Regions from separate parts of the Mus musculus genome. Here regions 2 and 3 are each linked to region 1. A link is a contact called in public HiChIP or PLAC-seq data. All regions are on one chromosome and are shown on one strand. Each heading gives the region's core, a stretch centred on a gene start, on an enhancer-like site or on the middle of the called end of the contact. The rest is flanking DNA. Distances are from core to core; before and after follow the strand shown. Region 1 holds the start of Trim45 (tripartite motif-containing 45). Region 2 overlaps Igsf3 (immunoglobulin superfamily, member 3). Region 3 has its middle 20 kb from the start of Gm40109.

Region 1 (4,733 bases), core at 1,827-4,326:
GATCTTATGGTTCACTCCTGGGCGGGCACTGTATTCAACTTTATTCAGCTTCCTGAGCCGCTCTACAACCACTCCCTTGGTGATGAGAATCTCTAAGTCCGAGCCGCTGGTCAGCAGATGCTCGGTGAACTCCACTCCAGTCCGCATATCTGCCAGCAGCTGTTCCAGCTGCGCTTTCTGCAGCTGTAAAGCGGTTTCCCTCTGGATCCGTATGTCATCCAGCTGCTGCAGCAGCTTGTCCCGGTGTTCCTCGATGGCTTTGATGTAGCCCTCAGAGAATGTCCGGACGTCAGCTGCCACTGCCTCCACTCGCTCTTGGAGGGCGTTGTTCACACTTTTAATCTGTGCCAGGGCATCTTCCAGGGCTTCCACATGGGGCTGGGTGTCTCGAAGCAGCTCCCGCACAGAATCTCCATGCTTGTGGATGACATTGCTGGTGAAGTCATAGGGGTGCTCTCGGTGCTCCCCAACTACACAGTCCCGACACACCGGCCGGTCACAGAGTTCACAGAACAGCCTCAGCTCCTCTGCAGGGTGAGAAGGACATAGGATGGGCTTTCCAACCTGGCTGTAGCCTTTCAGGTCTTTTAGGTCCACCATGGTGTGATATGTCGTCTTCTTCTGTCGCCTGGAAAGAAGCAGTTGGGGACAGGAAGTGAGGAAACAACTCTAGAGGGGGACAGTTTGGCAAAGAGGTTCTAGGGGTTAGATTTGAGTCACACTCCTCAGAATGTATTAAAAAAAAAAAACTACAGGATCCTTTTTGCTTCATTATTTCTCTACACGGTGAAGCACATGCCTATCTGAGTGTTGTTATTTAGGACACAATACATAAATACTTGAATTTGGCATGGGATACATCTTCAAAGGTGCAGTGCTGAGACTATATTCTGAGAGACTTTTCACTCGAGGTAATCTGGTAAGTTTAGACAAGAGTCACAGCCCACTTCCTAAAGCAGGGTGGAAGGCTAACACCAAGTGGTAAACCAAGCCAGATGGATCTATATAGCAACGAAAGCAGCCAGCTGGCTCCTGCAAACTCTCATGTTTAATTAACATTTTTGTAAAGCAGTTCCCTTGGCCAGTGACTACATCGCATCCACTGGCAGGCCAGAATTCTCCTTAAGAGTCATCCGCATTAGTAGAAAGCGAAATCAATAGGTACTAAGTTCTCTTGGATCCCTCCTTCCTATAGATTTCTAAGGGACTCAGGGAAATCTCTAGGGAAAGGCAGGGACTGCTCACAGAGTTCCCTGGCAACATCCCATCAACCTGAAGTGTGTATGCCTGTTCTGCTACTAGTGCAGATGCAGAGAAAACGGTCAGCTGTTGAGCTGGCAACAAGACAGTCATAGGGATAATCACAAAGTTACAAATAGAGAGCTAAGACAACTGTTCTGTTGGTAAGGCCAGAAAACAAGGGGAGGCCAGAACTCAGAGAGAGAGAGAGAGAAAAAAAAGCCAGTTCTAGATTAACCCAAAACCTTGTTTAGTTTTGTATTCTGATGCACTAGAGTGGGATGGAAGAGAAAATGGGACAAAGACTAGCATCTAACAAGCTATTCCGTGACTGTGATAAAAGGCAAAACACCCCAATTACCAGCCTGCTGTCCAGGTCAGAGGTCTGAGTTAAGGCACAGTCAATGGACACCTACACTGAGGTGACCTGTTTAGTAAAAAGAGCAAAGAAGAAGGAACTAGGTCTGAACTGAGGATTCGGTTCAGTTACATGATTACCAGCTGTGGGACTTGGGCGAAACACAAACCACTGCTGGGCTTCCATCTCCTCATTTACTAAAGAGGGGTGAAGTAGCACCCACCTTTCGGTAAGAGTTACAATGATCAGATGAGATCAAGCGCAGGGTGTATGCTAGCACAGTAATCCTCTCTCCAGCACACGGTCCGTTTTCAATAGATTAAACAATTGGTGATAGAAGAAAACTCAAGGTGCTCTATAAACCGAAACCTGCCCTGCTTTTGTTACTACAGCTATCAGGTCAGCGGTGCTAACCTCCGTTCTAGAGCTTGCGATCTGTTTGCACAGTGTTCTTTGCACTTTGACAGTGTCTGCGAAAGCCTTCTTTTTGACCTGCTCACCAAAGGGATCTGTGTCTTGCTTTCTTTGCACTCTACTCTTACGCCACAATAAACGGGGTACTCCCTCTTTACCTATGAGCCTGGCAGCAGAAGTGGCAGAGATTGGCTTTGCAGGTCTGACACCTCTTCTCTACTTCTCTGTCGCTGCACAGGTCACACACCAGGCCCTGGCCTTCCCCACGCAGGTTCTCCAGCAGCACATCATTCATGGCCAGGTGGTCTACCGTTAAAGCCTTCACTCCACCCAAGGGCAGGTCCACTTGAGCATCACATACCGGACAGAGGATGCCGATCTGTGGCTGCAGGCTACATAACTCGGGGTCCTGGAATACTGACCCCTCAGAGCTTGTATCTGAGTCACCCCCACGGATGTCCACTACTGAGAATGGATCCAGCTTTTCCAGACACGTGGTGCACACTGTGTGCAAGCAAGGCAAGAGCCTGGGGACTTTGAAAAGCCTCAGACATGTAGGACAATGAGTCTTGCCTGAGCTTCCAGACGCGTTCGCATCTTGGAGTTTGTGCACGAAACCCAGAAGCGGCTTCCTGATTTCTGACATCTTCCCCACGTATGTACCCAGTATCACAAAAGGCCCTGCGCAGTCCTCTAATGCAGGTTAGATTTACTCAAAGACAGAGTTCCAAGATCTTGAACACTGACCATGAGGACTCTCGTGTTGCCAAGTAAAAGGACAACCAGAAAGAGAACGCCTCTGAGGAACCATCCACAGATCTCCGGATTTGTGGTTTGGCCCTTCCTTTCCACTGCATCCCACACCAGTCACAGCCACACCCTCCTGGATCACCCACATCGTCCTCCTCGCAAGCGCTTCTAGAGCTAGTCCCCAGCTAATTCTGCCACCACCACCCTGACCCCAGCATTTCTTGTCCTCCAAGGTCACCCTCCCTCCCGCCCCCACCACGCCACAAGCGCGCCCTCCGGGCGATGAGGTAGTGGGTCCTCGGGCTCTCCCAGAGTGAGGGGCCAGGGGCAGCCGCCTCTCTGGTTTGCCTAGGAGGCCCTAGAGCCGTCGCCCCGCCTCACACCAATCCCAGACCAGGATTCTCCGAAGAATCCAATCACCGTCCGAAAGGGGCGGGCCTCGCAGTTCGGAGCCATGTCGTCCTCCAGAGTGACATCACTGTCATCCAATAAGTTCAGCAAGGTCCACATCCTCGCCGGCCACTCGCGCGGCGAAAGGAGAGGGAGCAAGGGAGGGCCTCGTGCAGAACCGGGAGGAGGAGTCTGGGAGTGAGCGGCGTAATGTGGTTGGCGTCACGAATGTGAGCTCCTGCCGCCGGAGAGGCCTCTGGATCGTTGAAAAGCCTGCGCTGAGGCTCCACCCCAAACTCAGATAGGGTTCTCCCATTGGTGCGTGGTACTGTCAGTCGGCCGAGGTGTAGCCCGAAGCATTCTGGAAGTTGTAGGCAGGCTCTCGGTTGCAGAGGCTATAGCGAATCAGCGGCCACCGGGTCAGTTTCCTTTCTGGGTTTTCCAAGTATTTTTTCTGCCCTGGAATCTCTTACGTACAGCGTGCTCGGAACCAGAACCCTCTCAGCTGGCTAGCTTCTGGCATTTTCCAGGGCAAGGGTACCTCCGTGTCTGGTTCCAGAACTAAACTTAACTGAAAAGTTTAGAACTGCTGCTCCGCGGAGCTCCACTGAGTTTCCCGGGTGGAAGCTGCTTTGAATCATTCAAGACCAAGACCGGAGAGACACACCTCACCAGAATTCTACAGTAACAGAAGTTGTCAGGGTTGCGGGGGGTGGCCTACAGAGCAAGTTTGGCATTTGTTTTTACAATCAAGGGGAGCTCCTGGTTGGTCACAATGGGGCAGTGGAGGATGTCACTGGGACAAGTCCCTTGTAGGTCCGACTAGTTAAAAAGTTGGGCACACCTGGTCCCTGAGCATAATTATTTCTTTGACGCCTTAAAGAATTTGCCAAGAGTCTCAGATTCATTCATTTGGAGACTGTTTCCTACACATGGGGTCTAAGGCACTGACTGATCTCTGAATCCAAAAATTGTAATAGCATGGCTCCGTAGTTGCTATCTGTTCCCATTCTTCAGATGCGTAAGCCTCTGTCTATCTCACTGTTTTCCTTTACAGTCTTCCATATATGATTTCAACCCATGCATCACTGTTTCAGGGACCTCTTTATTAGAGATGTCATAGTATAGGCATAGCTGTCGAAGCCTATGCTTTTACGAAGTATGGGCCTTCGGTGGAAAGAGCCCCAAACTATGAAAAGATGAAATTAAAAGAAAAAAAAAGAATTATCTGACTCTTCGTAAAATATGTTAAAGTAGAGATGTAGCTCACTGATCCAGTATTTGCTTAGTATGTTGAGACTCTGGGTTCTGTCTGTGGTACACGTGTGAACACAGACACCACACACACACACACACACACACACACACACACACACACACACACACAGGTCTGATTTGGTCTTTATTGTGAGGGTCTCGAGAGCTGGTTCTAACTTTAGCATAAGTAAAAACGTTATCTGCTAATGAATGGCTCAAAAGCCATTTTTACATAACAGTCACATGACCTCCCAGTGTAAGGAGTCGGCAAAGGTCTTAAAAGTGAAAGTGGTCCTTACCCAGACTTCTCCAGCCTTTCTCTCCT
Region 2 (4,593 bases), core at 351-2,850, 540 kb before region 1:
TAGGTGATAAGAAGAACGCAGCAAATAGGGCTGGGTGCAGAGGACAGCATAGGGCTGAGCCTTGGGGATGCGGGATGGAAAAGGGAGGTGGAAGGGAGGGAGGGGTAGGGAGGGGAAAGGAAGGGAGGGAAGGAAGAGGGGGGACCTCCTCTACTTTCTGCCTTCTGTCCCCCCTCCTCTGCTTGTCCTATGAACTCCAAAGACCCAACTAAGTGTGGTCACCTCTAGGGCTTGCAATATTCCAATGTTTCTCAGTTGGCATCTGTCAATCACCCACAGTAGTAACTGGTGTCCAAGTCTCACCACCTGGACTGTCCATCTCCTATTCTCATGCCTGTTGTCCACTTCCATTCATGAGCATTAGCGGGGCTTGGGAAGGGCAGTTGGGTCTCGGCAGCAGAGGCCCTGTGAGCTGGAAGGCTATTCTCACTGGTGTCTTCTTACCCCAAATTTCCCACCAAAGGAAAACTAGTCACATAACCCATAGCAAAGCCAGCTTCCCAGTCTGCCTAGCAGGCCCGGGGGGCACCTGTGTCACAGCTCCAGGGCTGCACTCTTAACTGGTAGGTGTAGAGTTGTGATACATTTCAGCATGTGGCAAAAGTGTCTTGAGAAAGTTTTTTTTTATCATTTATACAAAAAAACATAATTTAGGTTGGGTGAGGGCATGCATAGAAAAGCTACAGCGTGTAAAACTTGAATCTGGTACATCAGTGCCAAGAGCAAAACTCCAGGCCACCCACTGAGCACAGTCCCACAGCAGGAGGTGGCTGCTTCAGTGAGGGGTAGGAGGCCATCAGACTCCAGAAAATGTAAACAGCGTATTGTCAACATAATTTACTACAGGTCTCTGCAGTGTATATAAAACGTCTTTGTGCAGTGGCTTACAAATAGCTTCTCCTTTAAAAAAAAAAAAAGAAACAAACCAACAGTTCTCTACTTCATGCACGGATAGTCTTCTTACCCCATCTCTGTCTTCAACATGAACGCAGAGACACCATTGTTGGAAACAAATATGAAGACTTGCTACAGAAACACACCGATGAGAGAGGGTGTGGTCATATAGTGTCCTGGGACAGGCCTAGCACAGTGGAGATGCTCATAAATGTGACACTGGAGAGGACAGATGTCAGGAGTCTCTCTTGAGTACTCTGATCTCGGAGGACAAAAGCCTCAACAGACAATATGCAGTGAAGCCTTCTAGCCACTTGAGGGCGCCATCACCATTTATCCGACAACACATGTCCATAGACCCAGCCACAGAGAGGTCCTGAGGGTTTTGGATTTTTCTTTTTCTTTTCTGTTTTTTTGTTTTTGTTTTGTTTTGTTTTGTTTTCATAGAAAGCTCAGAGTTTAAACTTTGATTGCATACCCCAGCCCTGCAGAAAATACACGCAAAAAACGGTTGTTAAAATACTGACATAGATTTCTTTGCTCCTTGCAAACGTCCTGCGGTTGCTTTGCATATTTACTTGAGTCTTCTGCTGCTACAGAGCTGATCTGAAATCTTAATCCAGGCCAGCCCTCTGGCGTCAATCTTCCCTCATTGACTCAGCCTAAAACTCAGGAGTCAGCAACTACCCACCAAGAGCCCACACCCATGAATCGAAGGAACAGAACAAAAGACATTCTTTCTTCGTGACTGAGCCAATTTGGTCCCTCTGATGTGTTCGTGCAGCAAAAATGAGAATCAGCAGGGCAGGCACAGGAGGATTAAGGTGGCGCTGCCTGGACACTTCTCAGAGAACAAGAGGGCCAGGAAGGATTGTCAGGCTGCATCTTGCCTCCTGCCCTCTCTGCTCAGCACACGGCCCACACCTAGCAGACTCCTCGGAAGGATCCATAACAGCCTGGCCCAATGACCTGGAAGTCCTGCAGCCTTTGTGTTGTCTGTTTATTCTCAGGACAAGGCTTTGCAGAAATCACTCCTTAAATTTACTTCCACAATCCTGGGTACCTTTTGCCAAGGGGCTCTCTCTTGGGACTCAGGATGCAAATTCCCCAGAGAAGATGTGGCCACTGAAGGATGGGGAAGAGAGGGGTCACGAGACCCTCAGAGTGACAAAAGGGAGGATTTACAATTGATGAGGCTCCAGGGCAGCTAAGCATCTGGCTTAACAGAGTGGAGGCAGTGGAGTTCAGATTTGGGGGCTGAAAATTAAAAGCCACCAGTACAACCAAACAACATAAACATACACGCGCGCACGCACACACACACACACACACACTCTAACAAAGGAAAGTGACAGCTCCTGTTCTGAGTTGTCTGCTGAAAGCAGGGGGACAACAAGAATGGCAAAGGGCTGTGCCTGGTCCTATCCGAGGACAATATCTCCATGGCACTGAGATTCGGGAAGAGCTGCGATGGATAAGGATGCCCTCACCGTCTCCGAGGAAAGGCTCACTGGAAGGAAGACAGAGGGAAGCACTCCTCCAACCTCTCAACCAGGCTCTAAGACGCCCTCCCACGCTCCACTCTGCTAAGCTCAGTGTAGCAGCTCAGCACACTCCACTGGGCCTGTGCACAGGGGCCACTTTGGCCATAATGCTCCCTCCACTCAGGGCAGCCCCTTCAGGCTTCACTAGACATGTCCCCTTGAAAATTTGGCAAAGCACCTACAGAAGAAAGCTACCTGCCCAGGGGTAAGTCAAGAGACCAAGCTTGCCAAAGCCAAGCCAACAACCACCCGTCCCCCCCTCATCCCCAGTCATTGCCTTTGATCAGGGCAACCCTCAGAAACTGGGTGCCGCCTGGAGCCCTTGACCCTTCCTTCAGGTTGGCTCGTTTATTATTATTTTTTTTTTTTTCTTTTTTGGCAATGATGGGACTGAGCCTTTTTGCCTCCCTGACGGACTGGTTGGCTGGCCACCATCTGCTCCTAATAGGGTCCTGCAGGGTTTCTTCTGCACATGTGCAGTCAGTCCTTTGAAGCGAAATTCAATGCTTTCATCTTGACTATAAAGTGGTTCCAACAACTCCGGCTGAAGGAAGAGATAAGATACAAATTGGGCCCACGCTACACATATTTTTCAAGTCTTGCTAAGAAAGTAAAAAAAAAAAAAAAAAAAAAAAGAAAAAAAAAGAAAAAATGTTTGGGTATATTTTGATCCACGGGTGGCATTTTCAAATGTGCAAAAACAAAAATGTCTTGGAAGAGAATCCTTGTTACTATGAAGGCGTCTTCCTCTTGCTTATCAGTTGTGAGAGAAACTCTTCCACAACATTATGGGATCCAAAAGGAGAGGACCCAAGGGGCTTAAAAGAGTACATTACACAGCACAGGAAACCCCATAGCACCGATCTGAGAACATGAGTTAGATTGGCGAGTAGATGCGGCACCTGGAGCTACGCACTAAGTTACCAAAACCAAAAACTAGGAACCTAGGATGTTGGCATCATGACACCTGGGTGTGATCAGCTAACCAGGGCTGCCGCCCAGAGGCAACCATCACCTCGACCGGAAGCTTCCAACAAGTTCCAGGTCTGACTGGCTCCTGCAGAGAAACTGCAGAGTTCAGGTGCTGTCGCCTGTCCAATCACAGAGCACGAAGCAATGAGGAAAAGCCCAGAGGGCTCCCCTGACCCGACCCTGCCATGGGCAACGTCTGCTGGGAGTGGGCAGCCTCTTTAGTCAATGGCTCCCGGGTGGATGCTGAGCACCGGAGGCTCCAGGCAAGTCGGGGAGTAGTTCAGGTGAGGCTCCTTGATCCACAACAGGGGCACCCCGTTCTTCCCCTCTGAGTTCTTGCTGGAGTTCCGGCTTTTGAAGCGCACCAGCAGAATGGTGATGATGAGGATGCCAAAGATGGGGAAAGGGTAGAAGAAGACAAAGTAGAAGAGGGCATCGTTGGAGCAGATGAGCGACTGCAGGGTTGAACCTGGAAGGCAGCAAGGAACCATGAGGATGAAGCCTGGACTCTGTGCGCCTGCTCCCTGCTCCTGAGAGCTCTCCTGACCTGATGAAACTACCCCAGACACCCTCCTAGTCCTCCCCTGCCACCTGTGACTGGGAGACTTCTGCCTTGCTCTTTTTCTCATGGCACCCCAACCAATCATCTGACTCCTAAGTTCAGATGATGCAGTGCCCCCATTCCCACTGAGACCCATAACTTAGTCTGCTGGGAAAGCCATACACTGAAGTTGAGCTTATTGATTGTGAACGTGGAGGTGTCTATGGTGGTGAAGAAGCTCACTCCCATTCCTTCTTACCCTCCTACACGGTAAGAGGGTAGCTGACATGTCCTTCTATGCCTACTTCTACTTAGACTTCCATCTCAGGGAATCTAGCACACTCCTTTCCTGCCTGCTTCAGGGATTGGCTGTCCTAGAAAAGGCACTTGCTGAACATTATCAACTCCCACTCTGTTGTGGACCACTGACAGTGTCTAGTGTCTATGGCTCCGAAGGGTGGACTTACAGCTGGGTATAGAAGAGAATCAAACCTGGAGCCCTGACAGCAGCTCAGCACTGCTTGCTCATGTTAGCCTTGGCCTCTAGTGATCCCTGTGTTGGTGAAGCTTAGTTACCCTAAGCATCTCAGCATGGGTCCACAGGTCAAGTGTGGCCTCAACACTCTCCTTCTCATTTCCGAC
Region 3 (4,939 bases), core at 1,530-4,029, 560 kb before region 1:
CATTGGAGGTGTGCCCTTGAAGTAGATATCAGGACAGCCCTATATAGGCAAGAGCGTCTTCCTCATAAATGGTGGAATTACACATGTGTGTCTCCATGCCTGGTTTATGTGGTGCTGCAGATCAAGCCAAAGGCTTTGCATGCGAGGCAAGCATTCGATGCACCCACATCCCCAGTCCCCCTGTCTGCCTTTTAAGTTCATCTCTCTTAGGTACTTTGTCATAGTAGTGGATAGCTGGCAACCACAGTGAGTGTGGGGCCCAGAAATGGCAGTCTTCTTCCTACAACACACTGCTTAGCGCTTTGCTGAAGGGACACCTTTGGGGCAGGTGGCCTAGCATGGAGAGTGGATAGGGCAGACAAAAATACTTACCATCCTGTCTTGGGACAGGCAATATACAGTGTGGAGACAAGACACAGATCCCAGGTTAATGCTGGGTGGCTTTGAATACTCTTTCATGTGTCATCACACTGGTCTCCTTGTCTACAGGATGGAATGACTCTACATGACCCGCCAAGTTGTTCTGAGACTCAAGTGAGACAATGTTCTTAAAGGGATATGCCGCCGCCACGGCAGCATCTGGGATTTTTCATTCCTGGATACATCTGTAGCAATGACAGGGAACCTGGGACTCCACCCTGCCACAAGGTGCCATACTCCTGGAGAAGAACCCATGGTGTGGGCAGGGACAAGGCTCTGCATGTTGCTTCCTGTTCTAGGTCTACACCCTAAGATCTAAATAAATCTGACACCCCCTAGCTTCTACAACTATTTCCGAACCAAGGTCACATTTCTCTCAGCTGGTAGAAGACTGAAGCCCAGGCCTTTCTGCAAAGTGGATAAAGCTCTCACGTTATGAAGGAGCTTCGTGTTCCTTGCCCTGCCCATGTCTCCTGCCTCTCTCTCTTGTCCCCAGGATATATTTGAAGAACACACATCTTTAAATATTAGGGACCAAGAAGGAAATGAGCCCACGGCCACAGAGCAGAGCAGGCCTTGTTGGGAACTGCAGGGAGATGCCCACTGTATTAGACACTTCTCTCACCCACTGTATTAGACACTTCTCTCACTGCTGCGATCAAATGCCTGACCAAGACAACTTAAGGGAGGAAGAGTTTAGTTTCACTCACAGTTCAGAGGGATACAGTCCATCTTGGTGGCTGAGATGGCAGCAGGAGCGAGAGGCCAGCTGGTTACGCTACACCCACAATCAAGAAGCAGAGAGGGAGGAATTCTTTTTTTTTTTTGGTTTTTTGAGACAGGGTTTCTTTTTATAGCCCTGGCTGTCCTAGAACTCACTCTGTAGACCAGGCTGGCCTCGAACTCAGAAATCCACCTGCCTCTGCCTCCTGAGTGCTGAGATTAAAGGTGTACGCCACCATGCCTGGCTTGGAATTCTTGTGCCCAGTTAGATTTCTACTTTATTGTTCAGCCAGGATGCCACCCCATGGAATAGTACTGCCCATGTTTAGGTTGTTTCTTCCCTCCTCAGTGAACCTACTACAGGAAATCCCTCATAGGCACGCTCAGAGGCTTGTCTCTTGAGTGAGTTCAGAACCCGTCCAGTTGATAACAATTGCTATTAACCACCACACTCGTCTAAACACAAGTAATAAGACATGTTTAGCCCTGGGGAAGTGGGGGTCAAATCCAACGCGGAAGGCAGAGAGCCTCCTCTGTGCCCTGTGAACATGCCAGGACTGCGCCCTCTGCAGGGCTCTGCTGGGAATGTCCATCCATCTCTTAAACTTTCCAGTTCCCTGCAGTCATCAGGAAGCCCTTCTCTGCTTCCCTAGCCCTCCCCACTGGCTTCTATGTTGTTCTCTGTGGGCTTCGCACTGCTCTTTCCTGGAATGTTAGCTGTCCTCCCCAAAGGCAGCCCCACAAGTTGGACTGTTGTTGTTGGACTTTGGGCTGTTAGATCCCAAGTGTCTGTAAGAGTACCTGACACAGGGTGGGCCCCCTGTGTGTACTGGGCAAAGGGATAGGTGAGTTCATAGATGGACAAATGAATTGGATTCCTTCATTCCCTCCCTGCAGTACTGGTGCTAACCTGAGCTGCTCAGCAGGTGGGCCTGGGATGAAGGAAACATCTAAACCCCTGTGGATGTTTCTCTCATAGATAAGGTCTCATGTTGCCCAGACTTGCCTCAAACTCATTTTGTAGGTGAGGGTGACCTTGAATATTTGATCCTCTTGCCTCTACCTCTGGAGTGCTGGGAGAACGGACGTGTGTCACCATGGCCAGTTTCTAAGGTGTTAGGGATGGAACCAAAGCTTTCATGTGTTGTGGGTAGTTACTATCTGAGCTACATCCCCAGACTGAAGTGAGTAATGGTTTAATGCAAGCATTTTCCCAGTAGTGGGGTTGAATTTACAGCTTCACATATGCTAGGCAGGCACTTTTCCACTAAGCCAGATAGATCCACAGCCCTCTGCCTAATGTTTGGCTTTGAGACAAGGTCGCACTAACGTTTCCTGGCTGGCCTTGAACTCACTCTGTAGCCCCGGCAGCTTTTGAATTTCTGATCCTCTTGACTCAGCTTCCTGGGCCGTTGACATTACATGGCCACCCAGCCTGTTGTCTCAAGAATTTTCTCCCTAGGCAGGAACAAGGCAACTCCTTCTTTCTATGATTCTCGTGACAAACCCAAGTTGGATTCCACCAAAGCTGGCCCTGGGGAAACCAAGGGTCAATGGGTTTGGAGATCCTGGGCGGCCTGTGAATGATCTTAAAGCAGCCACACCAGAAGGTCCACACCCAGCATGAATGAGGGCTCCCTGTGGCTGCAGGTGGAGCCCCTTCCTTCAGCCTGGCCCCTCCCCAACCTATTTACTCTAGCCTCTCCTTGAGACCCCAAGGGCATGTGAAATTAGAGCAAAATTAAATAAAAACAGCTGGGAAAGGTGGCTGGAAGCTCAAGTAAGAGTCCACAGACACTTCCTAGTCACACTTTCTACGAGGGACCCTCACCGGTCAGCGAGCTGAGCTGTAATGGTCTTTAGCAAACAGACACAGCTGAACTCACCAAGATGGTTGCTGTTTGGTTTGGAGGGTAGGGCTGTACAATACTTGGTCATAATGAACCACTTTTTAAAAGGTCAAAGCAACAGCAATGAAAGATGAAGAACAAAATAAAATTCATTCAGAAAACTTGCAGTGGAGGAAAAGTTAATTAAAGACCATTAAACATCGGCACTTGGTCAAGAGAAGTCCCCAAAGATGGCAATGTTCTTAATTGATTAAGTTAATTAAAACAAGATAAGCAAAGAAGTAGATATTGAAGTTTTTATTAATGACTTTTCTTCCATGGATGCCAAGAAAGTAGTATTTAAATGTATTCTGGTTTTGATTTTTTTAATAAATAAAATATTTAAACTTAAAATAATAAAGAGTTTTAATATACTTACATTTCAATATTTTAAAGCTATGTAACTCTTCTAGAACAATTAACTATTAATAAGAGGCATAGAGACATGCTCATGAGGGCACACATACTTTTCTTCAGCTCCAGGCACCGGGTGCAGTCTGTGCTGGCCAGATGCCAGATCTCAGGAGACATTGGCTCATGAAGTGGTTTAATGAGCTGTTCCTCCCAGAAAGACACCTGTGAAGTGCACCATAATGCTACAGACGTGACACACAACCTGGGGAGAGTTGAGGGGACCCCAGAGGCTAGTGACAGAGACCTTGGGGATTGAGGTGCCTTTCAGCAGTCTCTGCATCCAGCCATGTAGGCCAGCTCCGATGAGCTCTGCCTTCCTCTGGCTTACTTGGTTAAGTGCTCTTGACTGCTCTTTCAGAAGACCAAGGTTTAGTTCCCAGCACACAGGTTGGCTCAAAGCTGCCTCTAACTACAGTTCCAAGGGATCCAACGCCCTCTTCTGGCCTCTGCAGGCACTGCATGCATATGGTGTACTTAATATACATGCAAGCTAAACACTCATACACATAAAAAAATAACCTCTTTTTAAAAATATATTTAGAAATTTGTCCTCCAAAACATTTTACTCCTTGGGTAAAACTTTTTCAATTGTCTTCTCTAACACTGTTTAGTGGAGAGCCAACAGGCGGATACTGCTTACCAAGGGGGCTCTTTGAGCTACTTATAGCTTGTAATATGGAAACAGTACCTTGGGAAATTACTTTCAAGTACTAGTCCTCCCAAATAGCCCCTATTCAAACTGGCAAGCAGAGATCTTTGCCCTGATGGACTGTACGCCATGCACCACCATGCACCAAGCATTCGAAATGTGTCTATCATCTTCAGATGTGTGTGTGTGTGTGTGTGTGTGTGTGTGTGTGTGTGTGTGTGATTGTTGTTGTTGTTATTCTGTTCTAGGGGCAATATCTTACTATGTAGTCTTAGCTGGCCTCAAATTCACCATAAAAACCAGACTGGCCTCAAACTCATAGAAATTCCCCTGCCTCTGCCTCCCGAGTGATAGAATTAAAAGCATATGCCACCATGTCAGTCTAACTAAAATGTAGACTTAAAATATAAAGACAGGGGGCTGGTGAGATGGCTCAGCGGGTAAGAGCACTGACTGCTCTTCCAAAGGTCCTGAGTTCAAATCCCAGCAACCACATGGTGGCTCACAACCATCCATAATGAGATGTGGCACCCTCTTCTGGTGTGTTTAAAGACAGCTACAGTGTACTTACATATAATAATAAATAAATAAGAATATAAAGACAGGATTGTATTAAGTCATCACATGTGGGCACTATATAGAAATGGCATGCTTGAGGAAGCTGAAATCTGGTTCGTGAATCTGATTGTAGGATCCCAAAGGGAAGTGACATGAGTCTTAGATGTCACTCGCTACCTCATGGAGAGTGTACTCTGCAGGGTTTCCTGTGGAGGAGAACTAGTCTGGCAATTTCTCTTTGGTGATGGCTGGTGTGAATCACCTGCCCCTCCCCTTTTCATCCTGA

Evidence for each region. HiChIP or PLAC-seq counts read pairs in DNA pulled down with a chosen protein or histone mark.
Region 2: a contact with region 1 is called in an H3K4me3 HiChIP or PLAC-seq map of forebrain, with 6 times the contacts expected there. The contact joins the enhancer-like site here to the promoter of Trim45 in region 1. A contact is called at or near these places in 1 of 39 promoter capture datasets (embryonic stem cells), 1 of 15 datasets of contacts at CTCF or cohesin (pro-B cells), 3 of 484 Hi-C or Micro-C datasets (cortical neurons, embryonic stem cells and olfactory sensory neurons), 12 of 115 datasets of contacts at active chromatin or transcription factors (the NIH/3T3 cell line, astrocytes, differentiating embryonic stem cells and 8 more) and 1 of 9 other capture datasets (embryonic stem cells).
Region 3: an H3K27ac HiChIP or PLAC-seq map of embryonic stem cells shows a contact between it and region 1, with 5 times the contacts expected there. The contact joins the enhancer-like site here to the promoter of Trim45 in region 1. A contact is called at or near these places in 1 of 484 Hi-C or Micro-C datasets (olfactory sensory neurons), 13 of 115 datasets of contacts at active chromatin or transcription factors (astrocytes, differentiating embryonic stem cells, double positive thymocytes and 8 more) and 1 of 9 other capture datasets (embryonic stem cells).

Annotation. Positions count from the first base shown.
Region 1 is chr3:100,920,836-100,925,568 of GRCm38.p6, reverse strand. Trim45 (tripartite motif-containing 45) reads right to left here and starts at 3,076. Exons shown (of 6, transcript NM_194343.2): 1 at 2,170-3,076; 2 at 1-628. The coding sequence starts at 2,657.
Region 2 is chr3:101,459,073-101,463,665 of GRCm38.p6, reverse strand. Igsf3 (immunoglobulin superfamily, member 3) reads right to left here. Exons shown (of 11, transcript NM_207205.2): 11 at 606-3,879. The coding sequence ends at 3,629. Among named protein-coding and RNA genes, the nearest start is that of Gm40109, 46 kb to the left of the region's middle. Within about 2 kb of position 1,600, at least 65 of the 459 cell types and tissues checked have an H3K27ac peak or open chromatin away from gene starts, as enhancers often do. A contact at or near this core is called in astrocytes, cortical neurons and forebrain, where this site is marked.
Region 3 is chr3:101,485,186-101,490,124 of GRCm38.p6, reverse strand. No RefSeq gene overlaps it. Among named protein-coding and RNA genes, the nearest start is that of Gm40109, 20 kb to the left of the region's middle. Within about 2 kb of position 2,779, at least 7 of the 459 cell types and tissues checked have an H3K27ac peak or open chromatin away from gene starts, as enhancers often do. A contact at or near this core is called in embryonic stem cells, where this site is marked.